2 separate regions of the Urocitellus parryii genome follow, and region 1 is linked to region 2. A link is a contact called in public Hi-C data. All regions are on one chromosome and are shown on one strand. The core of a region is the stretch at or near the end of the contact, and the rest is flanking DNA. Distances in the headings are between cores, read along the strand shown.

Region 1 (5,560 bases), core at 625-3,124, 190 kb after region 2:
ACTTATGGTTCTAGGTATTAGAAAGAATTCTGAATTATCATTGCAATTTAGTATATAGCTAGTCAAAACAACACAATTACAAATTTTGATAATACAGAAACATAAGTGGTATAATTCTATTGAGAAAGTATTTCTTATGTCTGGGGATGAAGCTCAGTTGGTAGAGGGCTTGAATAACATGTATAAAGCCCTAAAATAGATGGGGCTTTCCTATCAATTAATTCATGCACCTAGGTGAGTATTGCTTACTGCTAAATCAACAGGATTCAGTTTCAATTCCATTCCTTTTTTGTTTTTTGAATTTTTAATATTTTATTTCTTAGTTCTTGGAGGACACAACATCTTTGTTGGTATGTGGTGCTGAGGATCAAACCCAGGCCGCACGCATGCCAGGCGAGCGCGCTACCGCTTGAGCCACATCCCAGCCCCTCCTTTTTTGTTTTAATAAACACAAGGCTAAGAAATATTCAAATAAATAAGAATATGAAAATGCTAGTAGTTTTGTTTTAGTAATGTCAATCAATTTTGGGGCTTTTTTTCTGAGTTATAGTCCCAAAATTAAAAGTGATATTTCATCAGCTGACAATTCAATTAGGTCAGCCATTAATTTTGCTGTAAATAAAGAACTGGAGAACATCTGACTTGCAAAATAATTTGTTATCTTATTATTATAACCATTTGCTTTTTTTTTTTTTTTTAATTCTAGACAGAGTCTTCCTAAATTGCTGAGTCTGGCCCTGAACTTGTGATGCTCCTGCCTCAGCCTCCAGAGTCGCAGTATCACTAATTTAAATAGATTTAGTTAAATTTATTGTTTAAAAAAATTAGCCAACTTAGCAACACCAGTCTATAGAACTAATTAACCAAATTAGATTTACTTTTGGTCAGAAAAATTCTGACTTCGGTTTTCAAGTAAAATAAATGTGTTGACAGGTGTCGCAGTGACACATTTCACTTCTGAATTCCAAGACAGAAATGGCACTGAGACTTGATCAGAGTTTGTCCCCTAGATAAAGACGGGACTTTCGTTTCAGGTATTTCTAACCTACCCTATTCTTGCCTTACCCCAGGGCACAATTGGGCAAAATGCCACTTCCAAGTACACTTGGGGTGGATGAGATAATAAGGTCTGCAAGTGAAATTCTCATTGCTACCGTCATTCTCATCTAATACACTTGAAGTCAGAACACGCCAATATAGGCCAAAACACTCCATGTGCAATGCCTCGCCTCGTTCTTCTGGTATCCCAGGGATGCACCTACCGCAGCTGGACAGCACGAGCCAACAGCAAAGATTTTGACAGCCTGGGACGCCTACTATACTCGCCCATTCTTCCCAGCCACCTCTGGGTGCGGATGGCGGCCCACTGGGTCGGCGACCGCTAAACCCAGAATTTCTTTTTTTTTTTAATTTTATTTTTTTTTTTTTAGTTGTAGATGAACACAATATCTTCACTTTTATTTATTTATTTTTATGTGGTGCTGGGGATCGAACCCAGGGCCTCATGCATGCGACGCAAACTCTCTGCCACTGAGCCACAACCCCAGCCCCTAAGCCCAGAATTTCTGTCAGCTCGTCCCAGCCCAGGAAAACACAGAATATGCCGCAGCCCATTCTGGGCAACCAAGGCCCCAAAACCTAAAGGAATTGCCACTTGAGAGGTTAGAAAGCCCCGCCCCCGGCCGCGGTATAAAGCCCAGGAAGAAAGCCAGAACCCTGGGCAGGAACCCAATGTCGAGGGGCGGGGGATGGATGTAGGTGCAACGCAAGCTCAGTCAGGGCCGGAACTCAGCGTCTGGGCTCCCTCCCCGTTTGGGCCGGAAGTGAGGAAGGTGGGGCTGGTCCTTTCCTATGAGAAACTAGAAGTCCCCAGCGGGTGGAGGCAAGAAGAGGAGTGCTTTTGCGACACTGCCGGCTGCGCGGAGGGGCTGGTATGGGGGCGGGTGTCTGTGTAGAGGCACTCGGAAGGGACCTATATCGCTGTGGCACCGCGGGGACTCTTTGAGAGGACGGGTGTCAGTGTGGCACCGGTGCACGCTGAAGGATCCTGTGGAACCGGGTGGCCATGGGGATGTCGGCGTCGCTGGACGCCATGTGGGAGATGCCCGCGGAGAAGCGTATCTTCGGGGCGGTGTTGCTCTTTTCCTGGACAGTGTATCTTTGGGAGACCTTCCTAGCACAGCGGCAGGTGAGCCTAGACAGGGCCCACCTGAACTCAACACCCGCCAGCCCTAGGCCAGGCTCGGAATGGACCCAGCACCAGTTTCAACCCCGTAACCCTTGCTGGGCCTTCTAACTTGGCCCTATGGCGGACTTGGCTTTTAGGGGTTCTTGGTACCTCAGGGAAGTTTTTCGTGAGACCCTAGGGCCTTAAGAAAGGAAAAGGTAGCCCCCTCAAGTTTGAGCTTATGCCTGCCCTACAGCCTCTTTGGTTCTTTGGGTCCAGACCCAGACTCCTTTATCTTTGATGTAAGCCTTCAAAAGAAAGCTGCTGACATATTCGAATCACAACTTCCCCATGATATTCGTGTTATCCTACTCAACCACAGGATTAGGAAACCATTTTCTGAAAATAAAGATGTTGCAATTCTTCCAAGGACTGACACTCTCTTTTTTCTTTTTGATAAATTTTTCATATTTTTTCTTTAGTTGTAGGTGGACACAATACATTTATTTTTACATGATGCTGAGGATGGAACCCAGTGCCTCACGCTTGCCAGTTGAGCGCTCTACCACAAAGCCACAACCCCCTGCCCATCCTTTTTTCTTTTTCTTTTTTTTTTAATAAATATTTTATTTTTTAGTTGTAGATGGACACTATCTTTTTTTTTTTAAATATTTTTTTAGTTGTAGATGGACACAACACCTTTATTTATTTATTTATTTTTTAAAGAGAGAGGGGAGAGGGAGAGAGAGAGAGAGAGAGAGAATTTTTAATATTTATTTTTTAGTTCTCGGCGGACACAACATCTTTGTTGGTATGTGGTGCTGAGGATCGAACCCAGGCCGCACGCCTGCCAGGCGAGCGCGCTACCGCTTGAGCCACATCCCCAGCCCCTGGACACAATATCTTTATTGTGGTGTTGAGGATCGAACCCAAGGCATCGTTCATGCTAGGCGAGCGCTCTACCTCTGAGTCGCAACCCCATCCCCCTTTTTTCTTTTTAATCTCCTTAAAGTACATATGTTTTTGCCAAAAAAAGTATTATATTTACATTATTTTCGTTAAAAAATTTTTAAATAGTATCCTAGCGGCACACACCTTTGGCCCCAGCTACTCTGGAGGTGGAGGCAGGAAGAGCAAAACTTGGAGGCCACTATGGGCAATTATTTGTTATGAATTATGAATCTGTCTCAAAATCTTAGAGGGTGGGGGGGGGCGGTAATCCCAGCAACTGGACCGTCTTTAAAAAATAAAAAGAGCTGGGGATGAAGCTCAGGGGCAAAGCGTCCCTGGGTTCATTTCTCTGTAACAAATAAAAAATGTGAGGTGGGGATGGGGTTTGAAGATGTAGCTCACCGGTTGAGCACTTGACTAGCATGCCTCAGTCCGTGGGTTCAATCTCCAGCACTGGTGGGCGGGGATGGGGGGAGTAGAAGGCAAAAATTACTTAATAGCTCTCTAAAGATAATCCTAATAAATAGCTTGAAAAATTAGAGATCTGAACTTTTTTCCCCCAGTACTGGGGATTGAACCCTATAACTCTTAAGATTGAGTTATGTCCCAGCACTTAAAAAAAAAAAAAAATTGAGACAGGGTCTTGCTAAATTGCTGAGGCTGGCTTGGAACTTTGGATCTTCCTGCCTCAGCCTCCAGAGTAGCTGGGATTACAGGCATGGATCACCTCACCTGACTGAGATCTGAACTTTTAGTACTGGGGATTGATCCCAGGGATGCTTTACCATTGAGTTACATCCCCAGTCCTTTTTATTTTTTATTTGAGAGAGGGTCTTGCTACATTGCCTAGACTGGCCTTGAATTTGTGATCCTCCTGCCTTAGCTTCTTGAGTTCCTGGGATTACGGGCATGTACCACTGTCCATGACTAGATCAGAACTTTTAAATGAGTTTAAATGTTTTTTTTTTTTTTTTTTTTTTTTTTTTTTTTTTATAAAGAGAGAGTGAGAGAGGGAGGGAGGGAGAGAGAGAGAATTTTTTTTTTAATATTTATTTTTTAGTTCTCGATGGACACAACATCTTTGTTTGTATGTGGTGCTGAGGATCGAACCCGGGCCGCACGCATGCCAGGCGAGCACGCTACCGCTTGAGCCACATCCCCAGCCCCAAGTTTAAATGTTTAAATGAGTTTAATTGACATTTTATTGCAGTCTTTCACTGTTGATTGCTTTATTTAGAATCTTCTGTGTTGTCACTGATGATGGTTGTAAAAACCTTTCTAAATGTTCTCTCTTGAGCATTTCAGTCCTTTCTCTTTTCAAATTTTTTTTTCTCAATTTACATTCTACATGAATCTATAAACAGTTTTAATTTTTTTTCTCAATAAGCTATTGACCATCTATCTGTCTTACTTTAATAATAAGCCTTAATAACTACTTATTACTAAGTAGTAACTAACTACTAAGTAGTAATAACTACTTATTACTAAGTAGTACTAAGAGTAACTACTTTTCAGTAGTGCCTCTACTGAATTATGCATTATTTAATGCCCTCAACTTTTATTGACATACAATATATAGAGAAAGCATTTGTTGCAAAACCATTGTAGAAGATGTTTCTGTCCTATTTTTTGGTACCTGCTTCCTGTGGTATGTCTCATGAGCCAAAATTACCTTTTAAAATTTGGCATAATGAGAAAATTGATCTTAGAGACCTGATAATTTCTTTGATTCCTTAAATCTCTCTTAATTTGGACCAAATTTAATGACTAGCAACAATATCTATTATTGCTTGTGGTTAATATGTTTGCTTCTCTTTTTCACAGTTGTATTTTTTTTTTTTCTGTATTATAGGACATAGTCATACCCAGAAAGAGTGGCACCCTTGTGATGTTAAAACTTTGGTTTGCATATGTAAAGTGAAGTGTGAGGATAATCCTGATTTTTATTCTACGTAGTCAGCTAGCCTCATATTCTCTTGTTCTGCCTTTAACTTTTCTGCATCAGTTGTTTCAGTAATCAGTGTACGTGACCAAATGTAGTATTTTCGTATATATGAAACACTCTGCAGATGTGCAGATTAAGTGACAAGTTAATGCTATAAACTATTCAATGTAAGATCATAAATTACTATTGTAATAAATAATTGACTGTTTTGTTAAAGTGTTTTCTTTAAAATATTTCAGAGAAGAATATATAAAACAACAACTCGTGTACCCCCAGAGTTAGGACAGATCATGGATGCTGAAACATTTGAGAAATCTCGACTGTATCAACTGGATAAAAGTACTTTCAGCTTCTGGTCAGGACTCTATTCAGAAGTTGAAGGCACTGTGAGTAATTTACGTCTTGGAGAGATGGTCTCTCAAATTATTTAATACTTTGCAATGTTCTCATTTTTGTATTTTTATGACACAAAAGAGGGTACTATTCCTACCAGTCCC
Region 2 (4,908 bases), core at 866-3,365:
ATTTAAAATCAGCATAGTACAGTGACGCAGCCACATCAATGTTTATAGTAGCTCAATTCATAATAGCCAAGCTATGGAACAAACCTAGGTGTCCTTCAATAGATGAATGGATAAAGAAAAAGTGGTGTATATACTCAATGCAATATTACTCAGCTTTAAAGAAAAGTGGAATTATGGCATTTGCCAGTAAATGGATGGAGTTGGAGAATATCATGCTAAGGAAATAAAACAGTCCCCCAAAACCAAAGGCTGAATGTTCTGAGGGAAATAGGAAGGACGTCGAATTAATGGGACATAACTTTCCTATCTTTGTATTTGAATACACGACCAGGATAACTGCATCATGTACAACCACAAGAATAGGATCCTAATTAGAATAAGTTATACTTTATGTATGTATAATATGCCAAAATACATCCTACTGTCATGTGTATCTAAAAAGAACAAATAAAAAGAAAAAAAAAGACTATGCCCAGCCTAAATATGACATGACAATGTTGTCCAAATATAGTTAGTGTGTACTGTGAGACAGTGTTTTTGGTTAAATGTAAAATTTAAAATATACTACAATTTTTGTACCATACTTTCTCATGTTGTCATTTTTCTTTTAAACATACTGGAAGTTATAAAATTGGGAAGAGGCCCAGTGAATTATCCAGGGTAATCGAGCAAAGTCTGACCCCTAGTAAAGGGCTCAGGATAGGACTGAGATGTTGAACCTGAGATCTCCAGATGCAGAGGCTTTCACTGCCTCAAATAATTCCAGTATGGTCTTTCATATGGGTTAAACTCAAGGGGGTTAGAGTCAGATGTGTTCCCTTCAAAGTTCCAACAGTTACTTTATGACCTTGCTTGGCAAATTATTCAGCTTCCTTATTTGAAAACCTGAGGGCATAGAACAGAGATGCTTTTAAAATTAAACGAAATCGCGTTTGAAGCATTCAGCACAGACCTGGAGTGTAGTCACTGCACAGAAAATGGTAACTATTATTATAAGAACTATATTTGTTGAATGACTCTGGCATATAATACCTGCATTCCACTTGAACACGGAGCTGTCACAGGCATTCGGTTGAAGGGGTGGGAACTGTAGCACTTACCAATTTTTTTTCTAGAAATAAATCATGTGGGAGGATAACGACCGGTTGGGAAAGTGTGAGCCCAGAAGGAACAAATATGCAATCATCGGTCCAAGGAGCAAGAAAGCGAAGTCTTTCCCATAGGCTGCAACGCTAAATCGCCCTCGGACTTATTAGCAGAGGACTGGGTATACCTGCCTGGAGCAAGGATGCCTCAGAAACCGGATTTTTGCGTAATGAGGCAGAATTTCTTAATTCAGCTCATCTTATTCTCAGGGACCACACCCTGCGCGCCGGGAGGAAGGACTGCGGCTGCTAGGCGGCGGCGGCTTCCGCACAGACCCAGACCTGACCATCTATGGTCACAGAGTGCACCCAGCAAACAGGAAGTGGGGTGAGAATGGAGAGTTTTTCTCCACCTTCCCAGCCCGGGGCGAGAAAGTCGGGCGAGGACGGGAACGCCCAGACCCACGGGCTGGGTACAGAGCGTGCTAGCTAATAGCCTTTCTATCGCCCAGCCTCCCCAAGTCCTCTTAGAACACTGGGCAGTCCAGCTGCCTCTGCGAATCACAAACCCGGAAACCGAAGTAGAGGTGAAGTTGGCCTCGACCCCCCCATAGAGAGTTGATGGCCTCCCGGGCTCGGATACTCTGACTCCGTTTCTCTAGTCCTTCCGAGGCCCCTTCCGTAACGCCGTGAAACGGTCCGGACTTTGCTATTGACACCAAACTGACAGGAGAATCGGCCACTCATCTGTTCTCTCTTCTGGAGGAGGGGCTTCAGCCTGTGATTTCGGCCCTTCATTGGTCCGGGGCGACTCCTGATAGGAGCGGTGGACAGAGGAGCATGGCCGGACCTACGAACACGCCCTCCCCGGCTCGCTCCCGCCTCTGGGCGGGGCTCTTTACCAAGTGCCCTCTGCGCTAGCCCTGATTCGCTTTCCCAAGCGTGGTGAATAGGGGCGGAGTCACGAGCCGGGCAGCCGACTTCCTCCCCAGTGCGGGTCCAGCCTAGCGGTTCAATCTGAGGTTCATTTCCGGTGGGAGTGCCGCGCCCAGTGAGGGCCCGGAAGTGGGGCGCGCGAAGATTGCTGGGCGGTTCTTGCCGGAAGTGGAGAGCGGCTGAGCGGAGTCCCGAGGTGAGGCAGAACTCTTAAGGTGAGGGTACGCGGCTGGGTAGGGACTGGGGTTCTTTCCGGGGCCCACCGGTTCCTGGTATTGTTAGTGGCCGATCCCTGCTGAAGGGGCTGGGGTGAGGCCCTCAGGCTGACTCGGACTCCTGGGTGCGGTCTCTTGAGGTGGGGCCGGGGTGACCGGCTGAGCCGGGCGGTCCTGGAGAGGCCCCTCCATTCGATTTCACAGCGCTGTATGTCAACCTCAGCGGAGACCTCATTCCTAACGTGCCCTAACTGAAAGGAACCTCCGAGACCTTAGAGTCTTCCCTTTCCCCCGACTCGCTCCCATCTCACGGATGGGTAAATTGATCCCCGAAAACGGGAAGCAGTTGGTCTACGATCATGTATAGAGTGAGGAAGAGAATCGGAATTATTACTTTGTTTTCATAGATAACCAGTACCAGATCCTTCCGACGTTCATTACCTTGATATGCCTCTTAACTTGGAGTAGTCTTCCGGTCCGGGCAGCTGTTGGTTAAAGGCCACCTGATGCGTGGAACTTTTTTTTTTTTTTTTTTAAATACATTTAGCTGTTTGAGATACGTGGGAAGTTTTTAAAAGAGGCAAGTCCTGCCTTTGCATTCAGATAGCATCTCTTTACTCCGAGATTGCTGCTCTTAACTCCGAAAAGCCAAGCTAACTTTATTGGCGGGGTTGCGTGCTTTCGGAACTAAAATCAGGTGTTGGTGTGGCCCCATTACTGAGAATCTGTAGTTACAGATGCCTTATTTAACTGCCCTCGCTCCCTCGCTCACTGAGTTAAATCTCCAACCTTTTCTATTTTTCATTTTGAGACAGGATCTCCGCCAAGTAGCCCAGGGTGGCCTGGAATTTTTGATCCGCCTGCCTCAGTCTCCGGAGTAGATACTACGGTTGGCTTTATTTAACTTCTTTATGTCTCATTTTGCCTATTTTTAAGTGGTCTCTGCTCACCTCCCAGGATTAAACTCAGTGCATAACATTATGTTTATTCTGTACCAGCCTTCTCCCGGATTCAGTGAATGATGCTTTGAAACAAAACAAGCTAGTCCCTGCCCTCATGGACTAGCAGTGTTTGCAGAAACCTTTCAGAAATAAGTATAAATGTGTTGAGTGTTAGGAATAACAGGGTGCTATGGAATTATGTAACAAGGGGGAAAAATTTGAACGATGAATAGAATAATGAAGAGGAGATGAGGACATTTTATACAGAGGTTATTTTCAGAACTATGTAAATTTGAGCTCTTTGTAAGGATCTCTAAATGAAAATCTAGGGGTAGCTCAACACTTTCATTATTTACCAATCTATTATTGGACTTTTAAATGTGTGAAGTACATATTAAATGAGGCATTTAGCCCTTGTGGCTAAGAATATACTTGTTCTCATGAAGTTTACAGAACAGGAGGAAACAGGCAAGTAAATCAAAGATAGCTTACTTTATGTACTGTAATGAATACAAGGCTATGAGAACATAGAGGAGAAATACCTAAACCAGATTTCCAGGCTTCCAGGTAGGAATGGGAGAATAAATAAGATTTTTTTTATTTTAACCATATAGTGATCTGGGAAAGGTATTTCCAGGTAAAGAGAACTGCATGTGCAAGGACATGGAGACCTGGACTTGTGAAAGACTGACTGGAATTCCATAAATGCTTGGAGAAGTGGAGGAAGTAATATGTGATGGAGTCAACTATGGAGGACTTCATGCTGAGGAATTTGGATTTTGCACCAGAAGTTATGGGAATGCTTTGATGATTTTTAAAAAAATATTTTTATTAGTTGTTCATGGACCTTTATTTATTTATTTATATGTGGTGCAGAGAATCAAACCCAGTGCCTTGCACATGCTAGACAAGTGCTCTACCACTGAACCACAACCCCAGCCCCTGCTTTGATGGGCTTTATGTGGGAAAAAGATGTGATCAGATTTGTTTTAGAAAATACACTCTCTTGAGTGGAAAGGAACCAGACACTGGAGAAGTAGAAGTGTTTGGAAGCTGTTGCTGTAGTCATGGCCTGAACTAAGAGGGGAAGTGGAAATGGACAAGAGGGATCATATTTGAGAAATGTTAAGAAAATGAAAACCAGGGATTGGAGGCTGATTATGGTAATGAAGAAGTAGGAATAGTCTGGACAATTGCCTGGTTTTTCTGGCCTAAAAAGCTGAGTAGAATTCAAATAGGGGATATAAGAGGTACATTGGGAGAGTGGTAAATTAGGGAAGTGGCACATAAAAAATGAATTTTGGACTTGCTCTGTTGGAGGTGTTTGTGGCATATCTAGGCAAAGATGTCCAATAAGGTGTCCCAGCTAGAGCAAACAGCAAGAGCAAAGGTGTGAAGCAGGAAAGAGCCTATTTTATTCAGTAATAACGGAGCCTGGAGTTTGGCAGAAACTGGGGAAGTGGGGTGGGGTTCATCTGCCAGGTTGTGAGGGTTTTGATGCCTTGTTTGGATTTCTTTTTTTTCCTCTCTCTCTCTCTCTTTTTTTTTTTTTTTTTTGTACTGGGGATTGAACCCGGGGTACTTAACCACTAAGCCACATCCCCAGCCTGTTTTTAGATTATCTATTTAGAGACAGGGTCTCACTAAGTTGTTTAGGGCCTCATTAAATTGCTGAGGCTGGCTTTGAACTCTTCATCCTCCTGCCTCAGCCTCCCGAGCCACTGAGATTAC

Evidence for each region. A called contact is a pair of places that touch in the nucleus more often than the background predicts.
Region 1: a Hi-C map of muscle shows a contact between it and region 2, with 6 times the contacts expected there. The contact joins the promoter of Zmpste24 here to the promoter of Cap1 in region 2. A contact is called at or near these places in 2 of 2 Hi-C or Micro-C datasets (liver and muscle).

Annotation. Positions count from the first base shown.
Region 1 is chr11:25,241,365-25,246,924 of mUroPar1.hap1, forward strand. It overlaps Zmpste24 (zinc metallopeptidase STE24), which reads left to right and starts at 1,875. Exons shown (of 11, transcript XM_077791017.1): 1 at 1,875-2,188; 2 at 5,303-5,449. The coding sequence starts at 2,066.
Region 2 is chr11:25,050,815-25,055,722 of mUroPar1.hap1, forward strand. It overlaps Cap1 (cyclase associated actin cytoskeleton regulatory protein 1), which reads left to right and starts at 2,116. Exons shown (of 13, transcript XM_026393389.2): 1 at 2,116-2,217.